Regions from separate parts of the Mus musculus genome. Here region 2 is linked to region 1. A link is a contact called in public promoter capture Hi-C data. All regions are on one chromosome and are shown on one strand. Each heading gives the region's core, a stretch centred on a gene start, on an enhancer-like site or on the middle of the called end of the contact. The rest is flanking DNA. Distances are from core to core; before and after follow the strand shown.

Region 1 (5,698 bases), core at 2,031-4,530:
CCAGGCGGGTGCAGGTCTCCCCTGTCATTACCTTGCAATAGCCATGGACTCGGGCTATGTGCACAATCAGATGGGTCCTGGGATGGGGAGAATCATGGGAGCTGGAGCCGGAGCCCCTCCCACAAGCCAGGCAGGGCTGGCCTGAGGCAGTGTGCTCACCTCAGGGTCTGCAGAAGCTCCTCTTTGGCTGTCAGTGTCTTTATGGAGCTGAACAACCTAGACAAGGCCTCTGTCTGAGCAGCTGTGGGGTACCCGGCCGTGCCTGAGGGTTCCCGGCCGTGGGATGGATGCAGCCGAGCCTCTCCCTGAGCTGGGCTGGCACCGGCCTCAGCTCCCAGCACACGCTGCTGCTGCTGCTGCTGCTGCTGCAGGAAGCGGTCCACGGCAGCCTTGTAGGCCTCCTCTGTCCCTGCTGACTCCTGGGAAGTGCAGCATAGCACTGATGGGGGCAAGCTGAACACCTTGAAAGATGAAAGAAGGGACACTGAGTCCAAGGTCCATGGAGCCTGATGGGTATTCTCCCTCCAAGGCCACCACAGGACCCTTTACAGGGGCAGACCCACCTACCTCTTCTAAGGCAACCACATGCCATGGGAAACCAGTGTTCTCCAGGATCCGCTTCACCTCAGCCACCGTCTTCTGTCTGTCCTCCAAGCTCTGACCACAGGCTGCGCCCTCTGTGAAACCCAGGGGGACACATGTAGGTTTTACAGAGGAAGAGCCTGATGGGACAGGCTGGGGGGGGGGCATCAGTGTCACATACAAAAGTCCCACCAGGTCTGTTCTGTAAGAGCAGGACTGGCCTTTTCTTTGGGGTGCTTTCAGACAGGCTCCCCTTTTCTTTGGGGTGCTTTCAGACAGGCTCCCCTTTTCTTTGGGGTGCTTTCAGACAGGCTCCCCTTTTCTTTGGGGTGCTTTCAGACAGGCTCCCCTCACAGCTAAAGAAACTGGCTAGTCTTTCTGTCCCAAAGACAGCTCTAAGCTCACCTTCTTCAACCATGGGCCCTTCGATACAATTGGAAGGCACCTCTGTCCCCAGTCTGTCCCCTGGAAAGCCTGTGGGGCTCATGCATGGCTGGGGACTAGGAAGAGGAGTGACCACACATACCATCAACATAGATGACTCCTGGCACAAAGCGCAGCCGTTTCGCAGAATCCTGACTCAGGCCCTAGAAGGGAAGTGTCAGGACTCAGCTCTGGCCAAAAGCACTTCTCTGGAAGTATGCTCCAGTCAGTGGACCAAACTGCCTAGGCCTTCCTCCTCACAGGGGTGTGTGGGGCCAAGTCTTCCCTCCTGCATGAGGGCATGTCCTATCTGAATCAGAAACTTCAGAACTCTCCCCAACCCCCAGCCTGTCTCTGACACCTAAGCAACCTGAGACAGCGGCTGAGCCATGGGGAACGCTTTTACCATCTGCTGGGTTCCCCAGAATCCCCAGAAAGTGTTTTGAAATGTAAGAACTGAGGTGACAATACGTGGAGAGCAGGGGCGGAGTCTCCCATGAGAAGCGGTATCAGACACTGACGGCTTCACAGTGAGCTCTCACCTTCACATGTGTAGGTCTGGGGGACCAGCAGGTGACACAAAAGCCACTCAAGTACGACACAGGTCATTCACACTGGAGCAGCACCGCCACTGAGACCTCCCCTACCAAGACAGCCTCTACACTGGCCCCTCTAGCTGGTACCCTACAGTGAGAGAGCATGTAGTTCCCTGCTCTGCATGGGGTCCCTCAAGGAAACCCTGTATACCTCTGCAGGTTCAGACACTCTTAGCTTGAGTCCCGTTCCATCTGCCCCACTCCCTTCTACCTATGCTGCTTCTCCCGTTGTTTTTGGCAAATGCTTCTCTCTGCTCTTTGTCATGATTGGCCAATCTTTGAAACTGTGTCCTAACAAATAAAGCTCAATAGGGATGTAGCCTGGGACCCTGTGTAGGGCATGTGTCTGGACTGCACACCTGCTGAATATATATGGGACATCCTAAAGGTGTCCCAGTTGGGGTGGGGTGGGGTACTGTCTAGTGTTAACCAAAAACTTCCATAGTATAGGCTGAGGAAGGAGGCCCCTGCTAATTCAATCCAGAAGCTTACGCCCAGAAGATGGTGTAGATGTACCTCAAGCACTTGCCAGACCATGGAGCTGGACGAAGGGCCCCCAGACCAGGACAGGAGCACCTGGGGGTGGGAAGGGCAGCATCAGCACGGAGGCATGCATCCGCAATATGAGCATGTCTTGTCCACTTCTTGGACAGCCCCAGACACCAAGTCTACCCTCAATGTCCAGGGACAGTAGGCCAGCTGAAGAAACGAACATAAACGGAAGACAGCAGGGCTGACAGCCGAGCGCCCAGGCACCACACATCGTACCTTCTCCCCAGGAAAGATGACCCGGTTCTTCCCAAGCATGGCTCTGAATTTGTGAACGTAGAATGCCTTGAAACAAACCCTGTAACACAGAAGCAAAGGGAGGCTGGCTGCACCTGCGCAGGAGACTGTGGGATTTTGTTTGACAGGGTCATCTCTGCAGCCCAAGCTGGCCTCAGATCGGAGGTAATTCTCCTGTCATGGACTCTGAAGTGTTGAATTGACGGGTGTGCCTAGTTTAGATGACAAGGGTCGTCACCAGTGGTTCCCACCACTATTTACGGTTAGGGCTAAGCACTTACAAGTTACCGCGCCTTTACAAGAAAACAAGCAAGCCTGGAAAAGGGGCGTGCGGGGGTGGGGGTGGGGTGGGGTGGGGACGGCTGCCCAGATCTCACCTGCAGAAGGCATCTCCCGCTCGTATCACCACCACCGGCAGGCCTTCTGCGCACTTCACACATTTCTGCTCCCGGCTTTGAGAGAACAAGAACATATGTGGCAGAATTCTCGCACCATGGCGGGCTTGGGGGAGTCAGGGTCGCGCTTCCCGGCCCGAGCTGGCGGAGGAAGCGCCAGGCTCACGCGCCAGGGCCTAGGTTTAGTTCTAGCCGCCGACTCACAGCAGTCCCGGAATTCCGGTTGGTGGGGAACCGAAGGGGACTGTCCCCGGCCTGGTGGTAGAAGGTTCTTACCTTGGCCGCGGCACGGGCGGAGGCTCCCGCCGCGCCGGCCCCGCGTAATCCTCACCGGCCTGACACATGGAGGGGTGGGTCCCGACTGCGGAGTGGCGTGAGGAGCCGGCGCGCTGAGATGCCGGCGCGCTGAGATGCCGTCACCGCCGAGCGGGCGCTGTCGTGACGCAACCCGGGGAGGTGGGGCCTGGGCGGTGACGCCAGCGCGGCGCCGTCGCGGCAGTGACGCCGGGTCTGCCGGCCTGGATAGGGGGCGGCGGCGGCGGCCTGCCCCGGGGATGGCGATGTTCCGCAGCCTGGTGGCCTCGGCGCAGCAGCGGCAGCCGCCGGCTGGGCCCGCGGGCGGCGACAGCGGCCTGGAGGCGCAGTTCAGCTGTCCCATCTGCCTGGAGGTGTACCATCGGCCAGTGGCCATCGGCAGCTGCGGCCACACGTGAGAGCGCGCGCCGGGAGCCCGCGGGAGGGGGGTCCGGGCCGGGGTCGTGGCTGGCGGCCGAAAGGAGACGTGGGGAAAGCAGCCCCTGCCCGCCGGCCGCGCGCGCGCCCTGCACCCGCCCCGGCCCCGCGCGTTGCCAACGGCCGCCGGCTGCTTCGAGGGCGGTGGACGCGGCCGCTGCGCCGAGCGCGGGGGTCCGGGCTTGCAGAGATCGGGTGAGCGGGCCGTTGTAAATAAACGACTTGTGGCTTCTGCAACCCACTCTGTTCCACCCCATGTCTACTCGTGTTGACTGTCAAGGAAATGAGTTTCCCTAAAGTTAGGAGAGGGACGCGTTTGGAGCCTGGTGTTTTGTTTTGAAGGACTTGGCCTATTCTGAACAGGAAGCTTCCAGGTAGCGGGGCCTAAAGGGACCCAGACATCAAGCACTTCGTTAGGTGCCCAGCTGAGCCAAGACACCCCCCACCCCCAATCTAGCGGCTCCTCCTCCCGTGTTTCAGGAGCAGAAACTTGAGGATGTGACTCTGCGCGGGAGGGAGCGGTGCTCAGGGCCTTCACAACCCCAGCCTGGTTGGGAGGGAGCCAAGATAGAACGTCTGCTCCATGACCTCCCCACAGTACAGCTCTTGAGATTAGCCGATAGAGAACGGGCAGGAGGAGGACTTGTCAGCAGACAGCCCCTCTGCTTGGGGCAGGACAAGGTGCACCCAGATTGGTGGGAGGCATTTTGCAAACAGAGGCAGCTGATTTTGGAGGCTCTAATGCAGAGGGAACTGGAGCCGCTTGGGTAGGCGTGTGCCTGCGAGTCATACAGGGAGGTGGCAGAGACCTTGTCTCCATCCAGGGCTGCCTTGACTTTCCCTGCCCCCTGTGTCAGGCTGAACCGAAGACTGGATCCCTCTGGAGAGCTCTGCTAGGTTGTCTTGGAAGAGCACAGCTAGCTCCTGCTCAGCCTAATGCTCCTGTGATATTCTAGCAGGAAGCCTTGGATCAGGACCCATTTTTTTGTATGCACGCACAAGTGGGTGTTTTACGGTGTGTTCTGTGAAGTGTTGTCTTTTTTTTTTTTTTTTTTTTTTTACAATCCCTTCACTCGGTGCACACAGGCCACTGCTGCATTCTTCAGTTTGCTACTATTCACCAATCAGTATGTGTTGTCCTCTTAGAAAGGTAGAACACGGGATTGAAAAGCACCTTTAAACCTGTAAACCTGTTCCCATTGCTCCCTCTGCAGGCTTTTATCTGGACAGCGTCACCTTGGGAAGGTGGCCCTGCTTTCTTTGCCAGTTCCGTTTCCCCAGCTGTTCAGTCCTACCTTTAATTCGCAGTGTCTGTTGGGTGTAGCCCTTGTTTAAAATAAGTGTGAGGGTTAAGTTTTCACATCACCTTTTAAAATGTCACTGATCCCTCTGTCTTCACCTCCTGACCAGAAGCTGTTTCCTTCTTGAGGTTTTTTGTGAGTAGAACCCTCCCTACAGAGTTGCTGCACTGCTACCCGGACAAGAGAAGGAGAGGAAGTGGGGAGACTTTGTGGCTGCAGATACAGGCAGGAGGCCTGCCAGTGGCGCCACTGTGGAGGTGTGCTCCAGGAACTATCCCAAGGCCACTGTAGAGGTGTGCTCCAGGCTGTATCCCAAGGCCACAGAGGAGCAGTCTTGAGACTTCACAAAGCAACTTTGCCTGAGGGAACTGGCTGCCTTGAGGGTGGAAGAACACAGGAAGGGGCAATGCAATGGGTGTTCTCTCCCACATTCACGCCCTCAGTTGTGTCACATGGTGGAGAAGCTGCCCTACACCAGCCTCTGTAGATGCAGGCAGGAACTCTCTGTGGGAGAAGTGTGGTCTGGAAACTAGGCCAAGAGCCCCACGTTTCGTTCTACTTCCTCTTGGGGAGAGTCACCGCGTAGACTTGAGACCTCCTCGCCTTCTTAGAGAAGGAGTGCCTTCCTCTGGCCACGCCAGCATCTTTGAAGGCCTGCTCTTCTGGGACCATTTTCCTTTTTCCCAGTGTGGCCTTGCTCTCCCTGTGGGTTTCTCTGAGGTAGAATATAGGGCTGCATGGTTTGTTCATTCAGATCAGGCATGGTGGCTCCTACCTATAAATTGGTAGCACTCCTAGTATTTGGAAGACTGAGGTAAGACAGGAATGAGTTCAAAGCCTGGCACAGGCCACAAAGTGAAGTCTTTTTGTTAAAGTTTTTAGG
Region 2 (5,632 bases), core at 2,770-5,269, 1.5 Mb before region 1:
CGGTAGCCCATGCTTATAATCCCAGGTGGCAGAGGCATGCAGATCTCTGAGTTCAAAGCCAGCCTGGTCTATGTAGAAAGTTCCTGGACATCCAGGGTTACATAGAGATACCCTGTTTTAAAAAAAAAAAAAAATTGGGGGGTGGGGGGGATACTATTACAACTTCCTTCTTTTCCCTGCAATTTCCCACATATTCACATAATTTTCTAAAACTTGGCAGTAACAAGAAACGAACCAAGACGCACATAGCACAGGTCAACAGAAGAGACCGTGACTCACTTACCTTGACAAGGGAGAGCTGGAGATTTACAGTCTTCCCATCCTTAAGGAGGTTCTGCAATTTCTTACTATGTAGAATGTTATCTACATAGATCCAGAGCCTTTCAACAATATCTTCCTGCAGTTCAAGCTTTTTCTTATAAAATGCAACCAATGACTGCCTTGCCCAATCAAGTAAAACCTGGATTTATAGAAAGCATTTATAGAAAACATATTCTGTAAATGAAGTTCTTACATGAAAGATTTTCACCCAATCATGACCAAATTCTACTGCATGAAAAACAAAAACGATTTCCTGTTAAAAGTGTATCTGCAGTATCAGTTACCACTGAGGTTGAAGCACTCACTGCAGGAGCAGCACTTCAGTCTACAAGTTCAAGATGAGACTGAGCAACACAGCAAGATCCTATCTGAAACCGATAGGCTGAATATGATTACACACGCTATTAATATCACTACTTGGAAGCTGAGGCCAAAAGGTCTCAATTCAATGGCAGCATGACAGGTATAGTGAAAGTATTTTTTTTAATCCTCACTTGTGTTAACATTATAATAATGTTTTGAAATCTTGAAATGTTTATTAAGGAAAAACAATGATGTCTTCATCTGGCCTCAAAGAAAAGTTTCAATAAAATTAACATTATTCAATGGTCTTTTCTAAGAGAAACACATAAATATCCACAATGTCCACAGAAGCAATCATATATGCAAATCAAATGGCAATGAGGGATAATTAAAGAAAAAAAGGAATGAGAATCAGAACATTCGGACATGTGTGCTCATTTTCCCAAGACAAGTAACTTCTAAGTCTCCCTCATTCAGGAAACACAGCCAAGGGGAACGGATGCACAAGTGTCTATGGGAGAAAAGGGCTTTGGACACATGCAGTTTCCATTCCTGTAACAGTGTTTTCTCAAGCACAATACACTGAGAAAAGGTGATGCTTCAGCTCGCAGAGCTGTGTGTATGAGTCTTCTGTGTGTGCCATATGTGTGAGATCGTGAAGATGGTGGTGGTGATGCTGACGATAAGAAAGCCAGGGCCTCAGGTGTGCTGGACAAACACTGGACTGAGTTGCCCTTGCTCACTTCTACTCTGCAGCACTGTCCGTAGGTGTGACAGACGAGCTGGGCTCTCGCTCAAGCCTACCAGGATTACCCTTTTGTTTCATGTTGTGCAGCGCTGACCAAGGAACTGCCTAGCTGTCAAGATGACTCAAACACGTAGTAGGTGTGGACACTGACAGGTAAGCTAACTGTTCTGCAAACCACACCTCGTCACTTCTCTCACAATTATAATACAGTCTGATACCAGCACTGGATGGAGGCCAGCCCTATTCCATGAGCTTGTCATCCTACCACAGCTGCACTGCCTACTTTTTAGCCACAGCAACTTAAGAAATCCCAATAGAACATCATAACTGGTACCTACCTGCTTCTAGCTTGCCCTCAGACTAGCACTTTCCAACTTCTCAACTTCCCGCCTAGCAATCCAAAAGCCCCACTGCTTCTTCACTGACAGTGACTGCAAATCAAGTTTTCTCCCCAACATGTCTTCTAATCTTTTAAATGTTAATATCCAAGCTGTACATGAAATTATTTTAGATCATAAAACGTACAAGTTCTACGTTAAACTTACTTGTTCTTTATTTGGTAGAAAGCACTGATGGGAAATCCAAGCAAAGTGAGCTAATTTTAGTTTATCTTCCCAGGAAGTTGTCTTGCTTTTAAGTTTAAAGGAAATACCAGAATAAACAGCAGCCATTGCTACACGTCTTCTACAATTAAAAAAGGAAAATAGTATTATAATAAGGCCTAACTGAACAGACACCAGAAAATGGACAGTATCTTTTAAAAAGAAAATTTTTTATGTATATGTGCCTGAGTATATGCACTCAGGAGTCCAAGAAGGTCAAAGAGGGCATTAGAGTCTTGGAGACTAGAGTACAGATAGTCATGAGTTAGGCGCCATGGAGGTACTGGGAACTGAGCCCAGGTCCTCTCTGAGAGCAGCTGTACTCCTAACTTTGAGCCACCTCTCCAACCCCTCCCTATATACCTTATTGGGTACAATTAGGAAGCAGAGGCCAGCCTAGGATACATGGTAAGATGTTGTGTCAAATATATAGTTAATTTGAAACTGGCTTTCATCAAAAGCAGGTAGACAATAGATTATAAGTACTCCTGCTGTGATCACACTTAGAGAATACAGGAATTCAATAAGGAGAAATCAAAGTGTGTAAATCACTCACAGGATGACAGTCACCATTCATGATTTAAGATCGAAAGAGATGGTTTAGCACAGCTTCAAAACTGTGTTGTGTAACAGGAGTAGCACTATTAAATAAGCAAAAAAGCAAGCAATACAGTACTTGAAGAAAATAATGCTTCTTGAAGTGAAAAAGAAATTAGGTGATGTGGCTGAGGAAACGGCTCAGCAGTAAAGAACACTTGTGACTCCTGTAGAGAGCCCGAGTCCAGTTCCTAGCACCCACAACGATCTGTAAGTCAATTTCCAGGGAATTCTGCATCTTCTCCCCAGGATCCTCATGAATGTCAGACAAAAGGAGCAAAGAGAGAAAGAAACAGAATTCAGGCATTAATTTCAATAAAAATGCTCTTACTTCTACTGTAACAGTAACTCGTCACACACAGCTACAGTAGACAAAAACCATATACAATCTTTAAAATCCCAAGTAACAAAGGAAAGGATACATTAACAACCTACACTTGCTATGAAACCCAGCTAAACCTTTTGAGTTTTTAAAAGTCATAAAGTTTGTTTCCATTATGGTAAACAACTTAGCTTAAACCCTGACAGAACATTCACCACGCTGCTGTGTTGAGGCAAGAGACTGTGCACTTTGGAAAGCTTACTACAGGCCTTCAGAACTGAGAGGCCTCCCTTCCTGTCCTCGCCCTCTGACTACCTCGGGAAGGGTTTAGGGCAGGGTTTTTCCACCTGCGGGTCACACGCCCACAAGATTGCAAACCAGGTATTTATTCACATTATGCTTCCAACAGTAGGAAAATTGCAATTATAATATAGCAACAAAATAACTTCATGGCGGGGGGGGGGGGGGCGTGTCACCACAACATGAACAAAGGGTTGCAGGATTAGGAAGGTTGAGAATCAATGTTCTAGGGGGCTGGAAAGATGACTCCGTGGTTAGGATTACTTACTGCTGTTCCAGAGAACCCAGGTTCGAGTCCCAATATCCCACATCTTGGCTCACAACCACCACTCCAGTTCTAGAGGAACGCCCCTCTTTTATCCTCTGCGGGTGTACATAAAACACCCATACAAATAAAAAGTTTGGTTTTGGTGGTGGTGGTGGTGGTGGTGGTGGTGGTGGTGGTGGTGGTGGAGGAGGAGGAGGAGGAGGAGGTGGTGGTTCTAGTTTATCATGATACCTTCAAATCCTACTACCTGGATCGGGGCTCCCTCGAGTCCGAGCTCCGTGTAGGAGATCGGGGTGCTCTCTAACGTGGGTCTCCCTCAGATCAAGGTTCTCTCAAGTGGAGCTCCTTCAGTTCGGGGTAAAGCAGTTCAGAACCTCAAGCAGGGTTCCATAGCGGGAACTCCCTCGGGCAGAGGCTCCTCCGATCCCGGCTCTCCAGCCGGTTCCCTCCTGTTAGGACTGGTGTCCGCATCCGCCAAACTGGCGCCTCGGCGCAGAGGAAACCCAAACTCTCCAACCGTCCGCTCACCTGGGACCTCCACGGCGGCGAGCCACATGTGAGGGAGGCGCTTCCGGCAGACGTTGACGCCAACGGCTCGGGGCGGGGAGGGGCGTCACGCAGACATCGCTAGAGGAGCGCCGAGCGCGCCCTGGCCGCGGCGGCGTCGCGCGTCCGCGGCCTAGCCCGGCGTGCCCGCTCCGTCAGGCGGTCATGGGGCGGCCACCGAGAACCGCGAGCGCGGGAGGACGTAGGGCGCGGGGACCCGGCTAGCCGGTCGTCGTACGGAGTCCTACGGCGGGCAACCGATACGGAAGCAGCCGGTGCCGGGGCGGCGGCGGGGCAGCGGGAGCCGCCTGGGATGTTCAGTGAGTGCGGGCGGGGCGCGGGACAGGGCGGGGGGGGGGAGGGGACGCGGGGGAGGGGCCTCGGGCGGGAGAGCGCGCGCGCGCGCGCCCGCCCCTGCGCAGTCCCGGCCCTGCTCGCGCGCGCGCGGGTCCGAGCGACCCCGCACGTGGCGGCCCCGGCTGCACGCGCCCGGAGACCCCGCGGCCCCGCCGGGCGCCCTCGCGCGGAGCCAACTGCGAGCTCACGAGGGCGCTCGGCGGAAGTGGGCAGCGGACGGAGGGCTCGCGGCTGCCGCGGGGAGACGCGGCCCCGCGGACCTCGCAGGCGCTGTGGCTCCGGCGTCGAGAGGTGAGTTTTCCCCTTCGCCGGGACCGGCAGGTGGAGGATAGCCTCGGGGCTCTGCCGGGAGTCCCGTCCAGTCCGACCCGCCCTATTAGAAAGTGAAGTAGGAAGGGAGTCTGCCTTTCTCCAGGTTACAGACTTTTTGGCTGTAACCTGGGGCTGAGTGTCACGGATGGAGTTGGTGACCGCAGAGACTTAGAGTTGCAAGCCGTGTAGCAGGCGAGCTTGCTGCCTCGGTTTCTTCTCCTGTAAAATGGGAGGGTAATTTAAGCCCAGACTCTGCTGGTAGTGGTGGCGCACTCCGTAATCCCCACACTCTGTAGGCTGAGGCAGAAAGATTGCTGCGAATTGTTGGCCATCCTGGTGTACGAAGTGAGTTCTGCACCAGTCTAAACCACAGAGTGAGACTTGGTCTAAATACACGTGCATACACACACACATACACATATGAGAGCCTTGTTTTATGAACTATAAAGCGAATATTAAATCAGAAAACCCAAAATGTCAGTTTGTGCCTTCAGTATTTGCCATCAGTAATAAATAAATTTGGTTCGTGTGTTTTGGGACAGTCTTCCAACTGTGAGATTTGTGTGTACTTCTGTCACTGAAGAGAGGCAAAAACCTCTTCTGACTACTTAGTAACTGGTTATTCTTTTTGTTACTCTGTCACAATCTATGAACAACATCTGGGGACAAAAGAAGGGGCTTTGCTTCTTTTCTGACTTGTTTTAGCTTGACCTTGTGTGACGCCAGCGCTGCTCATTGAACACTACTTGAAGTCACGGTTCCAGCCTTCCACGTAGCCAATCAGCATGTTAGCTGATTAACTTGCAGGCTCTCGTTGACATAAGCATCAGTGAGCGGTTGGCCCAGTGCTCCCCTGCAGTCCCGTATGGGATCAGTGGAGCATAGGGTGCAGGCTCAGACACTGTCCACGAGACTGCGTTCCCTCCCATTCAGGAACTGCGTGACTTTGGGCAAGT

The links. Promoter capture Hi-C pulls out the DNA fragments that hold promoters and counts their contacts.
Region 2: a promoter capture Hi-C map of liver shows a contact between it and region 1, with 5 times the contacts expected there. The contact joins the promoter of Urb2 here to the promoter of Rnf166 in region 1. A contact is called at or near these places in 2 of 39 promoter capture datasets (embryonic stem cells and liver).

What each region holds. Positions count from the first base shown.
Region 1 is chr8:122,473,656-122,479,353 of GRCm38.p6, reverse strand. Rnf166 (ring finger protein 166) reads left to right here and starts at 3,280. Exons shown (of 6, transcript NM_001033142.3): 1 at 3,280-3,491. The coding sequence starts at 3,337. Ctu2 (cytosolic thiouridylase subunit 2) reads right to left here and starts at 3,211. Exons shown (of 15, transcript NM_153775.2): 1 at 3,059-3,211; 2 at 2,765-2,839; 3 at 2,370-2,448; 4 at 2,118-2,177; 5 at 1,109-1,169; 6 at 568-677; 7 at 160-461; 8 at 1-77. The coding sequence starts at 3,126.
Region 2 is chr8:124,019,884-124,025,515 of GRCm38.p6, reverse strand. It overlaps Urb2 (URB2 ribosome biogenesis 2 homolog (S. cerevisiae)), which reads right to left and starts at 4,019. Exons shown (of 10, transcript NM_001368414.1): 1 at 3,990-4,019; 2 at 1,918-2,056; 3 at 284-460. The coding sequence starts at 2,043. It overlaps Taf5l (TATA-box binding protein associated factor 5 like), which reads left to right and starts at 4,119. Exons shown (of 5, transcript NM_133966.3): 1 at 4,119-4,327. It overlaps Mir1967 (microRNA 1967), which reads right to left and starts at 2,875; the gene lies at 2,794-2,875.